Regions from separate parts of the Mus musculus genome. Here region 2 is linked to region 1. A link is a contact called in public promoter capture Hi-C data. All regions are on one chromosome and are shown on one strand. Each heading gives the region's core, a stretch centred on a gene start, on an enhancer-like site or on the middle of the called end of the contact. The rest is flanking DNA. Distances are from core to core; before and after follow the strand shown. Region 1 has its middle 40 kb from the start of Gm24240. Region 2 holds the start of Mta3 (metastasis associated 3).

The links. Promoter capture Hi-C pulls out the DNA fragments that hold promoters and counts their contacts.
Region 2: a promoter capture Hi-C map of the HPC-7 cell line shows a contact between it and region 1. The contact joins the promoter of Mta3 here to the enhancer-like site in region 1. A contact is called at or near these places in 2 of 39 promoter capture datasets (the C10 cell line and the HPC-7 cell line).

Annotation. Positions count from the first base shown.
Region 1 is chr17:83,307,053-83,313,853 of GRCm38.p6, reverse strand. No RefSeq gene overlaps it. Among named protein-coding and RNA genes, the nearest start is that of Gm24240, 40 kb to the right of the region's middle. Within about 2 kb of position 1,258, at least 237 of the 459 cell types and tissues checked have an H3K27ac peak or open chromatin away from gene starts, as enhancers often do. A contact at or near this core is called in the HPC-7 cell line, where this site is marked.
Region 2 is chr17:83,703,674-83,710,166 of GRCm38.p6, reverse strand. Mta3 (metastasis associated 3) reads right to left here and starts at 3,983. Exons shown (of 17, transcript NM_001379391.1): 1 at 3,882-3,983; 2 at 1,701-1,768. The coding sequence starts at 3,909.

The DNA.
Region 1 (6,801 bases), core at 9-2,508:
AGAACAAGACCAGGAGCAGGCTGGACTACAACCTTCAAGCCCGATCCCTAGTAGTCTATGTCTACCAGCAAAGCCCTATATCACAAAACTTCTACAGTTTCCCATTAGCTGGAGACCAAGAACTCAGACACATGAGCCAGCCTGCGGGAGACATTTCACACTCAAACTTTAGATAAGCAAATTTCTAATACATATGCCATCCTACCCAGACACTATTTTACCCTAATGTGGCTAAAGCGTTTTTCCTGAAGCCCCCCACACCAAATGGAGGTAGGAGGGGTAGACAGGAGATAGGAGATAAGAACCATTCTTTAGGCAGATGACTGAAGCCACATGACCTTAGATATCCGTGCTCCCCTCCTCCCCCCACAATGGGAGCTTGAGACAATATGGAGGCCAGATTCTTCTAGGGTGGAGTCTGGTCTCAGATTTTTTTTTTAAAGACCACACCCCTTCCCAGGGAGGTTCTAGCATACTGCCTGAGTTATAGATTCACTGCCCTGCTGGCTGAGAAGAGAGACAAAAGAGAAATCGGGATGGGGAGGGAGTTGGGGAGAGGGGGCGGGATTGGAGCAAGTCCACACCCCGATGTCAGGTGCTCCACTTGGCAGTGTTAATTGAGGGGATTTAAAAGAATGGAGAGACAAGCACATTCCAACGGAGCAGGGTAAGCACGGTTCCAGAAAGTAATATACTCCGAATGTGTTTGGTCTTGAGCAAAACAGATGTGAAATATTTCTGAAGAACCCAGTGAGAGCTTTGTTTTGTGCCAGATGCTGGAGATGTCCCAGCTTTAAAAAAAAAGGCTTATTATTATTATTATTATTATTATTATTATTATTATTATTATCTAGCTAACTTAACTAAAGCCAGCAGCAGGTTCAGAGCCTAGGCTGCCGAAACTCAAGGCTTTGCTAGTGTTGGCCAAGGAGCAAGCATCTGATGTCACCTCAGCGAGAGAGGCTCTCCTCTCTGCCCTGGGCGGGATATGAGCCCAAGATGTCATCCTTGTGCCATGAACCCATGCCTGCTTGGCCTCTGACAAGTAGGTCAGTATAGATGCGGCTTGGGAGCCTCCACCGAAAGCTGTTTGCCGCTGGCTGGCAGGAAGTTACTTCTGCAGAATTAAAACCCATCAGAGCTGATCAAAGGAAGTGCAGGGCAGGCTGGCGGGGCGGGCGGGCCAGATCCTAATCTCTGCTTGCTAGCCCCACACATCAGCGCACATGAGTCACCCCGCTGAGCTCAGCGGACATGATGTTTGGATTAGACTTTTTACGGGGGAACTTTGCCAAACTCGCCTTTGCTGTCTCCCAGCTGAGAAGTAAGGGAGAGAGGTGGCCTTGCGGTGCCAGGGAAGAGGTGGGGGTGGCTCTCTAGGCACCCGGGAGTGGCTATAAGATCCAATGTCCCAAGCTCATCTTGTCAGCTCAGATCTGACTGGTACCAGAAGCAACTGAGCCCACAGCAGGCCCACACATCCTTTCTCCTGAGCCAGCTAGCCAATTAAGATGTACTATTAAAGGCACACATTTTGCCTTTCACTCAACTGTTGGCCTCTCAACCAGCAGGAATTCCTTTTCTCAAAAGCAGGCAACACTTCACCACTCAGGCATCTTGCCTCAAAAGCAGCGCAGTCCATCGGAAAAAAAAAAAAAGAAAAAGAAAAAAAAAAAAAAAAAAAAAAAAGAAAGAAAGAAAGAAAAGAGGGAGGGAAGTCAGAAAATAAAAATTCCCAAATTAAGAGCCAATCCATAAAAGCAGGGCTTCCCTTAGCGCCTGGCTGGTGTGACATCCCATGGATTACTCAATGAAGATGGTGTCAGGGCAGCAGCTGGGTTATATGTGGAAATTCTCCCCCAGAAATAGAACTGCAGAAAATAAGGAGGGGCAGAAATCTCCTACTCTCTGCACGTGGGTATTTGGGGTTGAGTTCCTTGGGCAGAGAGCTGGGTGGGATTCTCGCCCAATACCGACTGGTCCAGGTGCTTGGATTTGGTAGTAGTAATAAGCACCAAGTTTTGCGTAGTTTGTTTTGCTCCCCTTCTCTGGAAGCCCTGGTAGGAACGGAATCAAAATCTTTTGTTTCAGATTCTGCCAAGTTTTGCTTCTGTGCATGGTAACTTGGGAAGAAGCAGCCCCCATTATTTTGTAAGCCAGGCATTCTTGGCTTGTAGTCTCTGCTGGGATTCTACTTAGAGTATTTTAGACTCTCATTTATTAAAGGCTTATAAGTGGAGGTGGCAGTCCTTGACTCTTTCAGAATAAATGTCTCGCCACTGCTCTTGACTATAAACCTTCAAATTTACCATTTCAACCAGTTAGATGCAATTAACACACACACACACACACACACACATTATCAGTTTTGTTTTGTTTTTTTTAATTATCTGTTACCTGGGTGGTAGTGGCACATGCCTTTAATCTCAGCACTTGGGAGGCAGAGGCAGGTGGATCTCTGAGTTTTAGACTAGCCTGGTCTACAGAGTGAGTTGTAGGACACCGAGGGCTACACAGAGAAACCCTGTATTAGAAAAAAAAATCCATCTATAATTCCCACAAATCGTGGTCAAATCTGTCATGAACCTTTAAACTAGGAATGGAAACCCAGTGTACACTTGAAAGCCTTTTAACAAGTTCGGGGAGCAAGCAAGCAGAGGTAGAGAGGGCACGGCTGCCAGGTAACCCTAGAACAGCCCTGACTTCACCTCCTATTAGCAGTCTGAGCTTCCATAGTGTCCCTAATCCCCATCAGCACAATCTTCATCTGTGAGATACAGAAGACGACAGTCCCAGTCTCATGGGAAAAGCTTCAGTGAGCTAAGGTAGGTAAAACATTGAGTGAAGTTCCTGGCACCCAGGAAACACACACAAAAAGTATCATTATTTATACTGTAGTGATTACTCTGCAACCAGCATTGTGTAGTGAATGGTGGCAAGCTGAATTGGAGTCTCCAGTCAACAATTCTTCCTTGTGAAATTCTTCTATGTCTAGAGTTGGAGTTTGGTTTAATTGGAGTCATTAGCTCAAGGTGCCGATGCTTGGTCAGGACTGCCCTCTTTCTTGGTTAGGAAGAAGCCATGGTGAGGAAAGAGAGGGGTCCTGAGTAACTGGTAACTAAGGCATTGGGGCCAGTGAGATAGCTCAGCAGATGAAGGAAGGGCCTTGCCTCCAAGCCTGACTGTCTGAATTCTATCCCTGGGACTTACCTGGTAGGAGAGACCTGACCTTTCAGCCTTTGATCTTTGACCCTCATGTTCATGCCACTTCCTGGCAAATAAATAAATAGATAGATAATAAATGGCACTGCTTGTTTTATTTTAAAAAGATACTGGCTGACTTTGGTAGTATATACCTATGAGCCCAGATCTTAGACGGCTGAATCAGGAGGCTCATGAGTTCAAGGCCAGCCTAGAACATAGTGAGTTCTAGGCCAGGAAGATCCACTTAGTCAGTCTGGAAAAAAGCAAACAAACACAAAACAAAGCAAAACAAAAATATATGAAGCATCCCCCCCAAAAAACAACCCCAAAACCCACAAACAAGAGGCTAAAGATGCTGTTCCATTGGAAGAGCGTTTGTCCAGTTTGTCCAGTTTGTCCAGTATAAGACCGCATCTCAAAAACACACAGGGGCTGAAGACCGGCTTAGTGGTTAAGAGCGCTTGCTGCTCTTATAGAGGACCAGAGTGTATAGAGGTCTCTAGCACTCATCAGGAAGCCCACAACGGCCCATGACACACACACACACACATACACACACACATACACACACACACACACATATACACACACATACACACACACACATACACACACACACACACACACACACACATACACACACATACACACACACATACACACACATATACACACACATACACACACATATACACACATACATGCACACACACATACACACACACACACACACACACACACACACACACACACATACACACACACGCATGCGCACGCGCGCATGATGGCTCAGGAGCAGTTGCTTGCTGCACCCTGACAACCTGAGTTGGATCCCAGGACCCACACGGTGGAAGAGAGAACTGACCCCTGCAAGTTGTCCTCTGACCTTCACACAGGCTGTGGCATTTATCTGAGCACACACGTGCACAAATAAACAGATAAATGTAATAAAAATTTTAAGAAAGAGATATTCTGGCTGAAGGTTTTGTTCCGTGGTATAATGTGGATTTAGCATGCAAGATACCCTGGGTTAAATCTCCAGAATTAGGGGGGAAAAAGGGTAGTATATGCATTATTCCTTCCTAGAGCCAGAGGAAGAAAAAGCCCACAGTTCTCAGCAGCGTGTTATAGGAGGGTAGACTATACTTTGCCTTTAACAAAAGCCAGTTAGTAACAGAGATTTAGACTAAAGCTATTTCTCCCCCTTCCCCCACTCTCCTCTAAGAGCTGCTTGCAGGTGATAAAACCCTAAGAGGAGAGAGGAGGGGGAGGGCTCTCTTGACTTCATGCTGGCAGAGAAACTCTGAAAAAAAAGCAGGGAGCAGAGACTTGAAGTTTTCTGTGGCTCAGCCTGAGGGTAGCCAAATTCATCTTTCTTCAGGAGCTCTGAGTGCAAGGACCAAGCTGGCGAAGGCCAACTATTATCTTCCTATAGCAGGGTACAAGGGAGCAGGGACAGGGTTGGCTAGAAAGGTTTGCAGTTTTGTCTTTTGCCTTCGTTGCTCCGTTGCCGAACTTAGAATAGCCGCAATGGCTTCCCTCTGTGACCTGTGCATTGTGTGTGTGACAACTGAGAACGCCACATGTGGATTAGGTTCCTGATCTAGAAGTCTTAAAACCTGAAATGGAGGCGCCAGTGAGAGCAGCATCTTTCGGGAGGTTCGAATCCTGCAGCACACATTCTCTTGGCCTTTTCAGATCACGAAGGCTGCCTGCATTCCTCGGCCCCTCCAACCTTGCTGCAATCCTTGCTCCTCTGGCTTTCCTGCTTTGCTTCCTTCCCTTATAAGGAACCCTGTGATCACAGCATGCTTTCCAGGCTAATCCCGGGTAATCTCTCCATCTCAAGGTCCTTAGCTTAATCATATCTGCAAAGACCATTTAAGGAAACAGACTCACAGGTTCCAAGATGTAGGCATTCTTGGGGATCATTATTCTGTCTACTAGAGCCCTAAGGCCACACCATCAGTGTCACATCTAGGGAAGGTGGCAGCCCTGAGTCATAGGCCAGAGTCCACGGTACCCAGTGAGCAGATTAGGAGCAGGTGAAAGCAGAAGAGCCAGCTAGCAGGGAGGACTGGCTCTGCCAATGGAAAACCAACTCCCTTTCTGCAAACCTACTTGTGAAAGTCCACGAACAACAGCAGAGGCAGAAAGGCAGACTCTCCCTGAGTGCAGCGGCTGTCCAGGCAGCCAATACATTGGTTAAAAACCCAAGCCAAGGGCCAGCCAGATGATTTGGTGGCTTGCCACACTACCCGGATGACCTGCGTTCAATCCCCAGAAAACACCGTGAAAGCAGGAGAGAACGAACTCTGCGAAGTTGTCCTCTGTCTTCCATATGCACGCAGTACACACACACACACACACACACACACACAAATTAAAACCAGCCACCACAACAAAAAACCCCAGCCAGTTTGTTAATTGCCACGCCTGGTTGCTGGCAGGTGTGCAGTTCAATAAGAAACATTCATTATTAATGGCGAGAGGGACCCAGAGCCCCAGCTGCCTGGGGAGGCAGCCTCAAAGCCCAGACCCTGAGGAAATAGAAGAGTCATAGGAAGAGGGGACGGCTATGAGGCAGGTGTGCGGAGGTAAAGTTTCAAACACTATGGTTAAGTCTTCCCATGCCACCAAGGAGGAAGTATCTGGCTGGTTCTTTAATGAAACTTGGAACTCATATTGCGCCAGTCAAGAAGGAAATATTCCTGTGGTTTTTTTCTGTGGGGGAAGAAAGTAATAAATCTTTGTGTTGTTGAAGGAACACCTTTCCGTGGTGCAGCTCCAAAGGGATGGGTTACTCGCAAAAGCCTACGTGCCTGAACGCCTTTGTTAACACCAAGCAGTTGGGAAGGGTCACGTCATAGATCCCTGCAGGGCAGGGACAAAGTTCAGGAACAAATGACACATGTTCTGTTGACTTCCTTAGGGGACAGAGGTTTAGAAAAGAGGTATTGCTACAAAACCGGCAGGGCTCTGGGGTGAACTGGCTTTGGAAGCATCTCCTTATGAAGTCACTGATAGGTTCCTAATCCCCCAAAGGAACATTCTGTGATCAGTGTGACTTCAGAGGAAAATGGTGGAAGAAAAGGTGAAGCCTCTGCTCTGAAGGAGACCTCCCAGGCTACGGGAGAGTCTTTCGTGTGTGTACACCGCTCCAGGTGTGTGTTGGGTGGGTGGGGTCCGGTGTCACAACTGATCATTAACTATGATAAGAGGAACAAAGACAGACCAGGCAGAATAAAGGGCTCTGCAGTGGCAGTGGACAGTCTGCGGATGCCAGAGTCGGGGAAGCTAGACCTAATCATGGAGTCCATACAAGCACAGAGACTGGAGAAGAACAAAGTGGGCAGAGAGATAAACCATGAGGACATCCCCAACACATTTCCAGTGGGGGAGCTAAAGTATACGGAAACTGAGCTTGTCTTAGCAAGGGCTGGGTGTAGTGCTGGTCTGCTTATCAGCCCTGGCGATCTTGTTAGGCATAGCCCTCACCCACAGCTCCAGCTCTAGGCGGCTCCTCTGTTTAAGTGACCTAACCCCTGGCACACTTTTGCACAAAGTGAAGAAAAGCCGGAAGAAGGGCGATAGCAA
Region 2 (6,493 bases), core at 2,734-5,233, 390 kb before region 1:
CTGTCCTTTTCTGCCCCTGTGCCTCTTGCTCCCGTCCACCTGCCTCTAACCCTCTCCAGCCCCCTCCTCCTTTATATCAGGTTTCTTTGCATGGTGTGACTTCCCATGGGGCACCTTGGCATGATCCCACCAGGTACCACCCACCCTCCCATCTACCCCACCGGGGTGGGGGTGTGGGGGAGCTTATCATATTTCATAACACAAACCCTGTCTCAAAACCAGAAACCAAGCCAGGCGTGGTGGTGCACGCCTTTAATCCCAGCACTCAGGAGGCAGAGGCAGGCAGATTTCTGAGTTCAAGGCCAGCCTGGTCTACAAAGTGAGTTCCAGGACAGTCGGGGCTATACAGAGAAACCCTGTCTCAAGAAAAAAAAAAAAAAAAAAAAAACAGAAACCAGAACCAAAACATCAGAAACTTCTCTTTTTTACTTTCCCCTAATCTGTGCTCAGATGAAATGACAGTAATCTTTTGGAGGAAGAACAGGAGAAAACCACATATACATATAAATACATACTACGTTGTGTTTATTTTCATTTCCTGTTTTTCTAAACCAGTGTGTACCGCAGTTTTTTTGTTTGTTTGTTTGTTTCAGTCAATAGTACATTTTAAGTATTTTAGGATAAGTGGTTGGCACATAGTTAAAGGCATTAAGTAAACAATTGTTGAACTAATGAGTCTCTAAACTGTCTAAGGTTTATGCTAATATATAACATTACTATTCATCAAGTACTTTGGTTCATTTGTTTGCCTGTTCGGTTTGGATTTTTTTGAGACAGGGTTTCTCTGTGTAGCCCTGCTGTCCTGGATCTCTTGTAGACCAGGCTGGCCTTGAACTCAGAAACCCACCTGTCTCTGCCTTTGCCTACCTAGTGCCAGAATTAAAGAAAGGTGTGTGCTCTGGCCAGCTCATTTTCTTTTCCTTTCATTTTTGAGTTCTGTCTCTCTTGCTAGCTTGGAACTCTCCAAGTAGGAGAGCCTGGTTGGCTGGTGCGGAAGCCCCAGGGCAGGATTATCAGCCTGAGCCACTAAACCGGTTTTTCTTTCAGATTCTGGGAATTGAACTCAAGTCCTCATGCTTGCAAGTCATCTCCTCAGCCTCTCATTTTGTTTTTTTAAGACAGTCTCAGTGATACAACGCAGGACAAACTCAAACTAGGTATCAGGTGCCTGTCACGCCGCCGACTCATTTTACAATTTTGTGTGTTGTGGGGAGGGGTGGAGGCTGAGACTGGCTGACACTGGGCTGCCATGCCCCTGACTCTAGGCATGAACCACCACGCCCAAATTAGATTCTTCCTTCTAAAGCTCGAGGAGGAATATACTCATTCACTAGCAGATGTGAAACAGCGCTTGGGAAACTGAGGCAGGAGGATTGAGATTTTTTTGGAAGTCATTGTAAGCCTAGCTCAAACAAACATGCCTAATGTTTAAATATGAAACATGCCTACAGTCTTAAATATGAACAGAAGTCAAGTTACACACAACTGGCCTGATCTTCAAGGTTCAAAGCAATCTGAAGAAACAAACGTAACATGGGTCAAAAATCTTTATAAGAAGCCAACAAATATTCAGATGCCTGCAGAACTCTGTAATTAGCCTGGAACTGAAAGTAAAAATCACCTCTCGGGCCCTTTACCCAGTAACCCTTAAAGGGGAAGCGCTTCGGTGTTGGCCAGGTGATGCCACACTGCTCACTCACCTTGTTGAGCTCCTCTATCCGTCTGATGAGGTACGGGTTGCTGGAGGAATTCTCAAAATAAACGTAGTCTGCAAACAAAAAACGCACAGGTCTTTTCAACCAAGAGCTCACATTTGACAGCTCAGAGCCCTTTTCTTGTTTTTGTTTATTTTCCGTTTTGTTTTAGACAGGGTCACATGAGATAGCTCGGCATGTCTCAGAGAGCTTGCCTTGTTCACCAGACTGGCCTCAAACTCACAGCAGAGACCTGCCTGCCTCTGCCCAGGACTGGAGAGCTGGGATTAAAGGTGAGCCACCATCTCTTGGGCTACAATTCCCTATGCGTTAGGAAGTAGGCAAGCCACTGTAAGGCAGCCTCTGTAAGCGGTTCCAAGTTTATCACCGTCCTAGAATTCCCACCCCTGACGAAGTAGCCCAAGCTCATCTAGAACTAACTCAACATCCCCCAGCCTCACACACTCAAGTGGAGATTAGTGGTATGTACCACGTACCACATCCTGCTTACATTTCATTTTCTTTTTGAAAATAGCAGTCCGGGCTGGCAAGAACTGGTGAAGTAATTGAGACTGGCCTTCAACTCCTAAGCCTCCTGGCCCAACACTTACAGGCTGAATTTACTGGCATGTGCCACAGTGGTCACCCTTGAATTAATTATTTAATTTAAAAAAAAAAACAAAAAAAAGCATGGCTTGCTGTAATTGGGGGGAGTGGGACACAAAGGCAGGAGAATCACAAAGCAGAGGCCAGCCTCGTGCTACATAGCAAGACTTTGCCTCAAACAACAACAAAAAGCACAGGTCTTAAATCCCAGCACCTATGGAGCAGAGGCAAGCAGATCTCTGTGAGGCCAGCCTGGTCTAGGACTGAATCCTAGGGCATCTAGGCCTAAGTAGACACCTTGCCTCAAACAACCAAACAACCCCACCACAACATGATAGGCAAACCCCTTCATCACTATGTATCAGAGCTCATCAACGCAGCCTCCCACTAGCGCCTCATCCCTCCAATCCAACCAGCCCTCAACAACGATTCTTACATAAAAGTGTTGACCTGAGACAAATCAGGAGAAAAAGAAAGGCTTAACAGCCCAAATTCATTTCAAACATCAACTTAAAAAAAAAAATCGGCAGGCAGAATGTGTAAGGGCAAGCAGGTATCAAACTTTTCCTTGCTCTACCTGGGATGGTGAGGAATAGGGGCTGGGTGTTGGGTTGTTTTTTTTCCCCCCTTTTTTTATATTTGATTCAACTCCATTTAGACCCTTCTTATAAAGAAACCATGGCAAGTTTTCAACCAAAGGTACAGGATTTTTCCTCTACAGAGTGGCTGGAAACTTCCCACTATGTGTTTACCTGAGAGACTAGACTGCACAGTCACGGTCTACCTAGGCGGCTCTCTCCCAGCCCTCTGCTGCTAAGTGGCCTCATTTAGCCAGGCCATTCCCCCACCATCATCCATCAGGAGCTCGGCTAATGAGCAAAGACGGAAGAGCAAGTCTCACTCACAAACACGCCACTTATCTGAATTATTATTTTACCAGGAAGGAGGGAGGGAGGGCGTCGTGAGCAGGGAAAGTTTGTTTGACCTTATTTCTCTCTCTTCTGCAGAAGGCTGGAAAGACAGACAGCAGAGCCAACGTCCAGGCTGAGCTCTACTCCCTACCTGGGGCTGCGGCTCCCTGGCCCCACACACAGCCCCACTCTCAGGGGGACTGAACGGGAAACCGAAGGGAATGGGGGGTGAAGCAGCGACGGTGCAGGGCCCGGGCTCTGCAAACAGGCCTGTCGAGCTCTGCCCCCCACCTGGGCCACCATCGTCCCCAGCCCACGCTAACACCGAGGCAGAAGCCGGGGTTTGGGGTGAGGGGTGCTCAAGCCCCCCTCCCTCGTGCCCAAAAGCCACGCGAGGGAAAGACCACTCAGCTAGGGGGCTTGCAGGGGCTCTGTCCCTTTGGGGCGTTCGTAAAGGGGGTGTCCGATGCGTGTCCCCAGAAGAGGCCTGGCCCCGAGACGCCGGGCAGGAGCGGTGGGGGAGGGGAGTGGGGGTGGGGATCCCCCTGCGCCCCGCCCGCGGCGCCCTCAGCCCCGGGCTCCCGGGCTGCTGGCAGTAAGCGTGCGCTGCCCGGACCCCCGCTCCCACCGCCCGCTCCCCGACGGGCCGGGAAGGGCCGAGCCTTCCTACCTCCGACCCGGTACATGTTGGCCGCCATGTCCGCCCGCCCGCCCGCGGAGCCCGAGCCGAGCCCCGCCCGCCGCCGCCGCCTCAGCCTCGACCGCCGCCGCTGCCGCCGCCGCCGCCGCCTCGCCACGGGGGAGGGGGAGGGACGGGGAGGGGACACCGAGGGAGGGGGCTGTGCCCGCCCCCAGCGCCGGCAGAGCGACGCCGAGCGGGCCCGGGAGGCCGGAGCACGGCGGGAACGGGGCGGCGGGCTGCGGGGGGCCGAAGACCCCAGGGGCCACCCGCACTAGCCTCGGGGTAGCACACCAGGGTCAGGGGCTGTGGAAGAACCAGGGTGGGGACAGAGGTTCAGCCACTCCGAGCGTCTCTCTCGCCCGCGTCACCTGTCCACCTTGGGACAGGTTCTCCTTTCCTGCTTCTGTTCCCCAGGGACACCCCTCTATGTGTGACCTCAAGCACACGAACGCCCTTCTGGGTACAACTCTCCGATGCAGCCAATGCAAGCGACAGATGCTTGTTTGCGTCCCTCCCTCGTGGTGAGAGGACGTTTGGTGGCTTTAGAGCCTACAGGCCCTGGGGCCAAGAAGACCCTACGTACTTGCAGCTTGCTCAAGTCTGAGACCCAGCTATGAAAAGAACTGGAAGCTGACTTTCTCACCCCGACCACACTGGCAGGTCAGTCGTGGCTGTGCCAAAACTGGGCTGAACAAAACCGACCCCCCCCCCCACACACACACACACACACACACATCCTCTAGCCCTGCCTCTAAACAGGCTTTGTGTACAGCGTGTGCTTTGACCAGGGGAGGCCTTCAGCACAAGAGGGCTTCCTTTGCCGGTAGAAGAACAGGGTTTCCACAATCCGCAGTTTTCCCCCCATCAAAAGGAGGAGGTCGTGTCTAACAGCTTGGGGTTGCTGGTCAGCTAACTAGTTTTATGTCAAAAAGCACGTCCTCGCCCCAATCCCCGTTTTTGGTTTTTTGGTTTTTTTTTTTTTTTGCATTAATGGGGATTGAAGCCAGGTCTTTGCACAGGCTAGTCATTTAACTATAGAACTAACTTTTCATGTTTGTTGGTTTGTTTTTAAATTCTTAATACACTTATTTACTTATCTATCCATCCATGCATCTATTTATCTATCTATCATGTGAGGGCATGAATGCTATGAGATATATATGTATAGGTCTATCATAGGAGTAGAGATTGAACTCAGATAGTCAGGCCTGGCTATACTGAGCTACCTCACCAACATTACTTGTTTTAATACGGGTCTCAGTTCAGGCTGGCTCTTGTAGCCTCCTGCCTCAGCCTCCTGAGTGCTGGGTTATATTACAGGTGTAGGATCACTTGTCCCATCAGAAAGCTCTTAAGTGGCTAGTTTTCCCATGCTGAGTAGCTATAGATCCCTTTTCACGTTCCTCACACCCTCTATGAGGTTTTGAATATAGATGGTCCTCATAGTACTAAACACCTGTAACCCTAGTATTCCATAGGCAAAGGCTGGAGGCGCTCCAGTTTGTGGCCAGCTTGGGATACAGAGCGAGATCTTCCTGACTGACTCTCCCCAATGAACACATAACTTCTTTTAGGAAAGCCAAGGCATTCCAAACTACACCCAGGCCTTGTTGCACAATAAACATTGGCCTAGTATTGTGGGTTGGAGTGCCTGGTGATGCTGATTTAAAGGGCTGTGCCAAAGTAGGAGTTGTCCCGGGAAAAGAAGACTGCATTTTGGTTGAAGCTCCTCTAGCATCCAATATTGAGAATAGCAGGTGTCTGTCGATTCTTTTGTACTCTGGAAAGCCTCAGATTCGCTGGTAGCTTGCAAACTGTGAGTCCTCAGCCCTTCTGGCCCAGGGAAGAAAACAAAAGAGCTCTGGTATGCTGACAGTATAGCTGTTATTTATCATTTATCATAACTCTTTTACTGGGGATCCTACCGAAAATATAATGTGACTTATCTGAAACCACTCTCCATTTCTAAACTGACACACATCAGCTGATAGTTCACCTGGAATAGTATTCCGGCATCAGAACTAATCCCTCTGGCCCAAACAGCATGAACCGCAAAGTCTGTCTTCTACTAAGAATGCCGCCTGAAAATTCAAAGAAATGGATCATAAGTTTTAGAAGGCTTTCTCATTATTTTTAAGTAATAAATATGAACAAGAGTAGGGCTGGAGGTGCATAGGAGATGGCTCAGCAGGTAAACATGCTTGCTGACAAGTTCGACCCCTGGAACAAATACATTGGAAAGAGAAAATTAATTCCCAAAAGTTGTCCACAGAGCCCCACATGTACATCATGGACTTCATACATGCACAGATAAACATGCCCATCATAAACTTCATACATGCACACATACACACATGCCCATCATAGACTTCACACATGCACACATACACACATACACACATGCCCATTATAGCCTACATACATGCACACATACACACTAAGTTTTTCTTAAAGTCCAGTTGGGGGGTAGAGGCAGGAATAGCAGGAGTTCAAGATTATCCTAAACTGCACGGGGAATTTGAGGTTAGCCTGAGCTCCATGGCTGGGTTATAGCTGACTAAGATGTGACTAGATCCTACCATACCTGAAGCTCTGGGTTA